Regions from separate parts of the Mus musculus genome. Here all the other regions are linked to region 1. The links are chromatin contacts, called in public Hi-C and promoter capture Hi-C maps. All regions are on one chromosome and are shown on one strand. The core of a region is the stretch at or near the end of the contact, and the rest is flanking DNA. Distances in the headings are between cores, read along the strand shown.

Evidence for each region. Promoter capture Hi-C pulls out the DNA fragments that hold promoters and counts their contacts. A called contact is a pair of places that touch in the nucleus more often than the background predicts.
Region 2: a promoter capture Hi-C map of liver shows a contact between it and region 1, with 2.7 times the contacts expected there. A contact is called at or near these places in 1 of 39 promoter capture datasets (liver) and 2 of 484 Hi-C or Micro-C datasets (liver and uterus).
Region 3: a Hi-C map of liver shows a contact between it and region 1, with 2.3 times the contacts expected there. A contact is called at or near these places in 1 of 39 promoter capture datasets (liver) and 3 of 484 Hi-C or Micro-C datasets (liver and uterus).

The regions. Positions count from the first base shown.
Region 1 is chr19:18,566,980-18,570,108 of GRCm38.p6, reverse strand. No RefSeq gene overlaps it. Among named protein-coding and RNA genes, the nearest start is that of Ostf1, 63 kb to the left of the region's middle.
Region 2 is chr19:18,127,286-18,130,414 of GRCm38.p6, reverse strand. No RefSeq gene overlaps it. Among named protein-coding and RNA genes, the nearest start is that of Gm22880, 260 kb to the right of the region's middle.
Region 3 is chr19:18,144,963-18,148,091 of GRCm38.p6, reverse strand. No RefSeq gene overlaps it. Among named protein-coding and RNA genes, the nearest start is that of Gm22880, 280 kb to the right of the region's middle.

The DNA of each region.
Region 1 (3,129 bases), core at 164-2,663:
GAGTTCATGAGTACAGTTGTTCTGTTGTGTCTAGAGAACAGTTAAACTATGGTCCTTTCCAATCTCTACCTCTTATTTTCTTTGATTCTCTGATGCCAATTTAAGACACAAAACTGCCTGGTGTTCTTCTGTCTTCTTTCTGGTAAGAGCCAGTGGTCGCAATAGTTCAGAGAATGGTGGCTAGTGTAGTAAACACTTCAGAAGTGGGGCTGGATTTTAGACAGGCCCAAATTACCATTTCACTTGGGAAAAGTAGAGATTAATTCTTACTCTCTTGAGTCTCTGATGACTTTCGGGACATGCTTCACTGGTAGACAGCAATGATGTGGGCCTCTGGGAACTAGGGCTATGTTATATGAAGTCAGCCAGCTTCTGCTCAGGTCTCTTGGAACCTAGTAGGCAGGGAACCAGAGTAGCCCCCTGGGGAGGACACCAGCCTGTAGCTGAAAGCTGTTGGTCATCTCCCTCTGACAGCTAGGACAAGCATGTCCTAAGTCCAGAAGGGAGCCATCTTGGATTCAGATCCTTCAACCCTTGAGAAATCACCTTAGCTGATACTTGAAGTGGTGTGAATACTCAGGCAATCTTTTACTGTAATCTTGATCTGCAAAACCGTGAGTGAAATAAAATTGCCATATTTAAGCCACCAACTCTTATGGTTATTTGATATCTGTTATGTGTGTCACATAACTACATTTCCCATGCTACTTAATTCTCACAATAACCCTAGGAGTGATGTGCTATTATGTCATTTTGATGGTAATGAACTTGACCCAAAGGTGTTAATTTGCCCAAATGACTAGCTAGCCAGGGTGATGGGAACTGAGTCAAGCTTTGATTGTAGCTCACATCAAACTTTTGAGCTAAGCTGCAAATCAATTGTACTATTTGAGTTTCAGTTTACACAAAAATACAAACTTGCCAAAGGTCATGAGTCTTTCAGAAGTCAGATTGCCTGTTTTTAATCTTCAGATCACAGAGTTTTATAAACCACTGAGACATTTTGGAGATACCCAGCGTGTAAGCTGTCCCCCCTTTCCCTGTATTAATGGAATGGTTACTGGTCTCTGATAGCCACTCAGATCACTTGAGTAACGCACAGAGACGTTTTAAGAGGTAAGAAATGAAACAGAAGCCACAAGTTGCACAACTGCCCCCAGAAGCCATCCTGGCTGTCAAGACTGCCTAAGCCCAAAGGATCTGCATTTGCAGCATAAGCTTTTAGCACCAGCTTATTTACCTTTAGTTCAAGACAAATGCTCAAATGCTTTCTAGTAATTGCAAAGGACTCTTACCACTTAGAGATACGATTCTCGACTGTCCGGCTTTCCTCCTTCTCATACAATTCTGATGTCTCTACATAGACCTTGCCCCTTTCCTTTTGCCCGAAATCCACACTTTGGCAAACCTCCATGCCCCTTAGCACCCTCCCCTAGTGACCTTAGTTGAGACATGTCATCGTTCTCATGAGTGTGAGTCCCATGCTCCAGGAAGCCAATACACCAGCCCCGTTTTTTGGTCACAGCTGCCTTCTATTTGGTGGGTGGAATTTAATGGTGGGAAAAAGCAAGGCATAACAATGAGACATTACACTGAAGGTTTGCCTAGTTTTCTGGGGCATGATTTTTCATAGCTCAGAGGCTGTGAAAATGAGGCCACATTGTTTGCTCTTCAGACTGGCAGTGGCTGCGGTCCCAGTATGCTAGCACATGTCTCTTCTCTGTGAATGTGTACTCCAGTTATTCTTCTGCATGACCACCTGTGGGGCAATGGGCTATGCACAGAGAGCCTGGTCTCCAGTTGAGCATAGGTCTTGAACCCCCGGTGGGATTGGTGGGTGGTAATTTCCACCTACATGGGACAGAAGGCATTCAATCAAGTCTCCTGGACCCCTGGCTCCTGTCAAAGTTACTGTCCCCACAGCCCCCACAGGAGAGGCGCGTGGTTATCTGTCACGTAGACAATGTCCCAAGCTTGTGGCATTCTGGCTAGACTCCTCCCCACAGTTACCTAACAACAGGAAGATAGCCCAGCCTACTATAAGAGAGACTGCTTGGCCCCACCTCTCTCTCTCTTTAAGCTTTCACCTTTCTTATTCTCTAGCTCTCTTTCTCTTTCCCTTCTCCCCTCTCTCCATGTGGCCATGCCCGGTCTCTCTCTCTCTTTCTACCTTCTCTCTTTTCCCCTGCCTTTCTACAAAAAAGCTCTAAAACCATAGACTAGCTCTGATCATGAAGGCCCACCATGCTTGAACAATGGGATAGGCTTTCTCCTAACGAGCTGCGTATAAGTGCCCGCCAGAAGGCCTTCCTACGCTGCAGCCATGGACTGGACTAAGGACTCTCGCCTGAGTGGGAACCATCCAGCGCCCCCCCTCTCCCCCTGCCCTCTCCTGTCTTCCTCCCTGGGTGGAGTGCCACCCCTGCGTCCACCGCCGAGAGCACCAGAACTCTGATGGGACACGGGTTCTTACCCACTTCCCTCTTTCTCTTACCCACGGCCCCTTAACCACCTTTCTCTTTCTTTTGAGGAAAGCAGTAAACTGTACTTGGCCTCACCACAATGGCTTCTACTTAAATTAATCATTTTTTTCAAGGTTCTGTTTCCAAATATGTATTGATAGTTGGGATTTTAAAATATGACTGGGTTACAGGGAAGGCACGGTTCTGCCCTTACCAAGGTTTGTGGATAACTGAGACTTTTTCAGATGAGTATACTGACTTGAGTTAGCAAGTATCAGATGACTCTATTTTAGCCCTTGAGGTTCTCTGTAATTATGGCTATTCAGGTGAGTGTAGACTAAACATTGGTTAAGCCTTTGCCAGATAGAGGGTGGGAGCAACACAACAGGTGAATCTTCCTAGCAGCCTGGAAGCCAGTCCTGGCTGCCTTTGAATGAAAACATAGAACTCTCAGCTTTTCCAGTCCCACATCTGCCTGGATACTGCCTAGGTATGTGGCCTAGAGACTGTTTCTGTGATATTTTGCTGAAGAACATGGCTGATTTTTGTCATTGTTAGAATAGTCTGCCTGAGGCTAAGGAGAAATGATTTAGATTAATTGCACTGATAAAGGAAGTCCCAAAACAGCCTGGTACAAATTCTGTTGTGTGGTTATTAAGGTTCACTT
Region 2 (3,129 bases), core at 200-2,699, 440 kb after region 1:
TTAGGTGATCCCTGTGCAAAGTAAATTCAAAAATCTCTGATGGAGAGTCTACATATACTATTCAATTCTGAAACGTATAACTTTCTAAATAAGCCCTTCTCCTGTGATCTTCAGGAGATCATACAAGCGCAAGGCTTACAAAGGCTCAAATAGCTGCACCTGCCTTTGCTCGTGACCTCTGTCTTCTCTTTACTCTTCTGAGTTAATGCCCTCGTCCCTCAGAGAAAAAGCCTGATTCCAATCTTGATCCTGATTGTGAACATCCTTGATCCTGACCTAGGAAACCCAAACATTACCAGGATATTTATAAATCTAGTGTCCTTTGATAATCTGATGCTGGAAACTTTTCTTAGTCTCTAGGTTAAGCATCAACAATCATACTTAAATGCCACTCCTCATTGTTTTTCTCAGTTTCTTTGAGTATATAACGCTACTTTGCATCAGAACCCAGCTCTAATTTAGCAGAATGATTATGGTGACATTTGGCTTTCTACAAAAGCCCAATTCGTTGCTTTAAAAGTTCATAGAGGTCTGAATACATAGGTTGAACTGGATGGTGATGCTGAATGACACACAAGCACTGACTTTTCCAATTAGCCAACGAGTACATGGCTTCTTGAGCTCATTTTCCCACCAACCTACTGGGATAGACTTTAATCCAATAAAAACACTTCAAGAGCAGAATTCATCCTCCATTCCACTGCAGATGAGCCTCACAACAGCAACCTTTCAGACCCTGGATCTGAAGCCAGACTTCATAAAGCCCTTACTCAGGTCTTCCTTCTTTCCTATAGTAGGACGCTTCATGTCTTATGCCCATGTGAGATATAATATTACCCTGTGGCTTGGATTCTCAATATGGTCATTGCAGAAACAAAAGGCTTGTGAGAAAATCTAGAAGATCTTAGTGTATAGGGGCGATTAAATGAGTCCAAGAAAAACCATTACTGAACTAGAGAGTTTTCCCACTGTTATTATTATTGTTGTTGTTGTTGTTGTTGTTATTTTGATGATTATAATAACTTATTTGTATTCCTACCATACTTATATAGACATATTCTGAGTCCTATCTAAGGTAAAGGTATTTCTAACAAAAGAGTGGAATTTCTACAACTCACCTAGGTAGTCATAGAGTGAATTTAGTGAAATATATAACTCTGGTTTACTAAGGAATCCATTTTTTGAAAGAACAATGTGAAATACCCCTCCCTCAAACACATAAAACAAACAAACAAAAAAATCCCCAAACCCCCAAAACAAAAACAAAATAAAAAAACAAAAAGGAGAGTGAAGTAAAGTTCCCAGTGGAACTCAAGGCTCTGGACCGACCGAGCCATGAGCTTGCTTTAGAATTAGGGTTTTGAATTAAACAGCTGTAACCCATTTGGGCAGTTGTGCAAAACAGAAAGTTGGCAGACAAAACACTATTTTCAGACATTCAAACATAAGATGTTTGCAGCCAAAGCTTGTGATTAAGAAATCAAATGTTTTCTTTTCCCCCTTCCAACCTGTTCTCAGAATGTGGAAAGTTATTCCATTTTTTTTTTGTTTGTTTGTTTCTGAATCTGTTTGTGGTTATTGGGAATTGACTGTCTCCTCAGCCACTGGAGATTGATTTGATTCAATTTAGTACATTCCAATCCAAGCCGATCCAACTCAGCCTCATGCACCTTTCTTTAGGGGGCAACTTATATAAAGATAATGAACTTCAGTGCCTTGGGGCTGACATACCTGTTGTCTGCAGCTCAGTTTATCAAATATCCTGACTTTTGTACAATATCACTGAGTTTTGTTTCCACTCTGGCCTTGTAGATCTGTTCTCTTGCCTATCCTGAATCTTCGAGTCTTCTTTTTCTATAAGTCTGAGATAATATACAGTATAGATAGTTCTAGTCTCTTTGGGCAGGATGCTTGGACATCTTTTGTGCCTAACTCCAATGACCATCTCTGCATCCTAGCTCTCATGGGAACTCTTCTGCTGAATGTTTCTCTACATTATCCTTTCCTTCATTCTTTCATGTCTCATTTTCTCTTCCTATAGCTTGGCCTGACAAGGTCCAAGTCCTCTCCAAACGTTTCTTTTTCATATACATGCTGAGATATACATGAACATCTGGCATGAGTTTTTGTACTACTTCAGTTTTTTATGAAATATGGGAAGATGAGAAAGAGAAAGAGAGAGAGAGAGAGAGAGAGAGAGAGAGAGAGAGAGAGAGAGAGAGAGAGAGAATAAGATTAATGAGAATAAGCTTCAGAGAAAAATGCCTTCATGCCTCAAAAATATTAAGAACCTGCTGTGGCCCCATTTGAAGACCTGGGTGTCTGGATTCTACCCCACTTCTTTTATATTCTACCTGCATTCAACCACAGTTCTAAATGGCCTGGCAGTGGCAGGCTGGCAAGGGATGCAATGGGGGATGGCTAATGAAAAGTGGGTGCTGATATTCCCAGGCGTGAGGAGCCGAGGGGTGAAGTCAAAAGTTCTGTTAACCAGGATGGCCTTAGTGATGTCTAAAGAACTGAAATGGAGCAAGTCTTCAGTGTTTGTGGGTTCTGTTTTAATAGATTTGACAAACCACAAACAGAAATATACATACGTATGTATGTATGTATGTATGTATGTATGTGTGTGTGTGTGTTGCCTGTATTAAAAGGTAAGACTCCTAACCTGATGCTCTACTTGGGATTCTGCTGCTGTAATAAAACACCACAAGCAAAAGCAACCTGGAGAGGAAAGAGTTTCTTTGGCTTACTCACCCAGATCACAGTCCGTGATGAAGAAGGGAAGTCAGGGCAGACACCCAAAGCAGGAAACTGAAGGCACAAACTGAAGCAAATGGCATGGAAGAATGCTGCTCACTGACTTGGCCTCCATGGCTTTCTCAGTCTGCCTTTTTTTTTTTTTTTTTACTTCACACAGAACCATCAGCCCAGGGGGGTGGAACTGCCCGAAGTGGGTTGGGCCCTCCTACACCAGTCAATCAGGGCAAATCAAATCAAAACAAAACAAACAGAAAAACAAAAATGCTATCGGAGATTTGCTTCCAAGGCAAACTAATGGGGTCATTTTTCCCCCAATTGAGGTTCCTTCTACCCAGGTCACTCTAGATTAAGTCAAATTGACAAAAC
Region 3 (3,129 bases), core at 187-2,686, 420 kb after region 1:
GCAATGTTATTTCCTTATGGGTCCTTATTGTTCTAAAAACCAAGCCAAGCCCAGCCTTGCCTGCAGATGGTAGTTAATGAAAGCAACCACTTGATAGGAAAATGTTTGCCTGGAAGAAATGCTTGAAAACACATGATCTTTTGTCTTTGAAGATGGCCTTATTACACTTTAGACTCTAGGTTGGGATTAGCAGCCAGAAAGAAGAATCTTTATTTTCCTTCCACGGTGGTGGTAGCAGATTAGCCTGAATAGTCCTTGGAAAATAGAATTGCAATGCTTTGCAAGTCCAGAAATAACATTTCAAGGGCCCACCAGGTGAGGACTGAAAACCAAATAAACATATTTATCCTAGGCTTACAGCAAGCCGGTGCCTCTGAGGCTGGTATGCTACATGCATTTCAGGAGGATTCTTCTTAAGAAAAAAAAAAAAATAAAAACAGCTTAAACAATACTGTCTTTTGACCCAAGCACAAGGATGATAGTGTTTCAGGTGCCCTCTCTCTCACACACTTGTCTGGGCACATCTCACATTATAGGATAAGGAGTACCTGGGCTGGCATCCTAGAAGTAGCCTTCTCCTCCATCAGGACACAGGATCTGGCACCTAGGACTCTGACACCTTTGTTCAAATGATCTTGATGATACATTCAGAGCCTAGTTGCATCCTTTTCTTCCGCATTGCTTCTGAAAACACAGGAGATCTACACTAGGCTGACTGGGGGCCAAGTGGCAGCTGGGGAGGCAATGGCTGAGGATTTCACACATGGCAGAGTTTACATAGCTCATACCATATAACTTCCCATTCTGCTTGCTCCTCCCTGCTGCTGTCTTCTGCTATTTCTGGTGGCTTCCGACAGTTAGCTGCAGAGACTGTCTTCCCAGTAGAAACTACTACTAGTTTTCAAACTTGTTTTATGTCCTTTGAGGTTTATCTCTGTTGCAGCGGATACTCCTCGATACATTTTCAATTTATTAGAGCTTTGCAATTGCAAAAATAACATATTATAGAGAAAGCTGACCACAAGAAATGTCTACATCTTAGCCAGGGCACCTTGACAAAGGGGAGTCCTTGTCTCCAGAAAATACGCATTTTTCTTACCAGAGTCCAAGGGCAGGAATTTGTCAAATGAGAACTTAAGGTGTTCATTACAATTTTCCCCACATCACTCAGTCATTGATATTCAGTTATGGCTTTCCACAGCAAGCTAACCTTTAAAAGTGCAGTATCTTCTAGATATGGGTGTCAAGACCTTTACGAACATGGAAAATTATTGTAGTATTTTAGACTAGCAGATTTTAAATATAGAACTTTGAGTTGGCCTTGTTTACGTAGGGTTTACTGACCCTGAAGCTTTCAACACAGCCCTTGCTGCTTAAACAGCAGTAAAAACCAACCTTTGCCCTAAACATTCCTGATTTGAAGCCAGTTTCTTGGAATAAATAATAGTTTCCAGGTAGATGGAGGGAATATTGATTTTATGTTCTAGGTACACGATAGGACTCAATGTACAAAAGTGTAGCACCTAGCCATTTCCACAGTGACAACTGGTTTACTGTTCCCACCATGTGCTGGCTCCTACTTTATCTCTACCTGTCACTGCAGCCCCCAAAGCCAGTCCCTCCTAGCCTGCAGAGGCACAGAAATTGAGGGTCAGCAAATGTTAACCATTTGGCCAGGGTCTCAGTAGGGCTGAGTTAGGCTTTGAAATTCTATCTGTTTAACCGAAACCCCTTGTCTCGTTCCAGGTTTCACACAGCTGCTCTTAGCCTCCACTCAGTGGATCTGCTTGGGCCTCCAGCTGCAGGCTTCTCATAGTATGTGCGTATATCTACCTTCATGCTTACATGTGAACATCAGATTTAGCACTATGCATCCCATCAGTGTGCTCCAGACAAAATCAATGTTACTTTTCTCTTGGCGCCCTATTATTTCTCTTTACACACACCCTCTACACACACACACATACACACACACAGACAGACAGACAGACACACACACACTTTTACTGACCCATAGTATTCTAGAGTTGTTTTAGATTATAAAGATATTCTTGAATATTTTGGACTTTTGTCCTTTTCTGTTTGAAATAAAAACTCCTTAATCCCTGTCATGCAGACAGACTTGAAATCAGTGGTTCTTCTCCAACTTCCTGACCATCAGAAATATCAGCTTGTGCCATGCAGAGCTCTTTTTGTTTTCTGGTGATCAAACTTCCAAAGCTAATAACTCAACAATCTTTTAGAATATTAAGTATCTGAACAAAAATATCAGAAGTCTAAAAGCACCCCCTTAAGTCAATGAATGAAATTAGAACGTGATAATTAAAAAGCAACTTCAAATATTCACTCAATAATTGTTTGTTTTGTTCAGGTTCCACAGGAGAACAAATGTAGGTAAAAAGGTCCTGAAAAGCAAATACAAGATTGGAGATAGGTTTTAAGAAACAAGTAAAGTTTCATTCCATACGTGTCAAGTAGGTTTTGTGGAAATTAGAAAAGAGCTGGGTGATGTTAAGACAGAAGGATGTGCCAAGGGAAGCTAAAACCACAGGAAGGTAAAATATTCCCATGACCTCATGGTCAGAGCAAAGGTTGTGAAGAGAGAAAGACTACAGAGCAGAACCAGAGGGGGCAAGGCCACAAGGAGGGTGGATTGTGAGTTATATCCATAGGACAGCTGTGTCCTCGGATGCCCTTGAATTCTAAGTTACTCTGTGTTCTTGTCTCTCATTTGACATAACATATTCAAGAGGCAAAGTTTGAATGGGAAAATAACAATCAAAATTGAGGAATTTTTAGAAACTATTTACCAGACCCCAAATTTCCTATAGTAGACATGTTTTCTGAGTGCATTTTTCTAGAATGTGTTTATTAGGATGGACAATTGATAAATCCCATGGAAATGAGTTTGTATCATTGCCCCAAGAGGCAACTGCTTCAATTGCCTTGGTTTATCTAATTTTGAATTTAGGTATATATTTACATTTTTAAATCTACATATTAAATTCTTGCTTTTCCTGATTTATCGTAACTTCTAAAGACTGCTTTCAGTTTTTCCAAGTGTAAGGATTTGATAAAATTTATTTAAAATTTGCAATCTCAAGTCTCTTTCATGACAAAAGGTCTAAA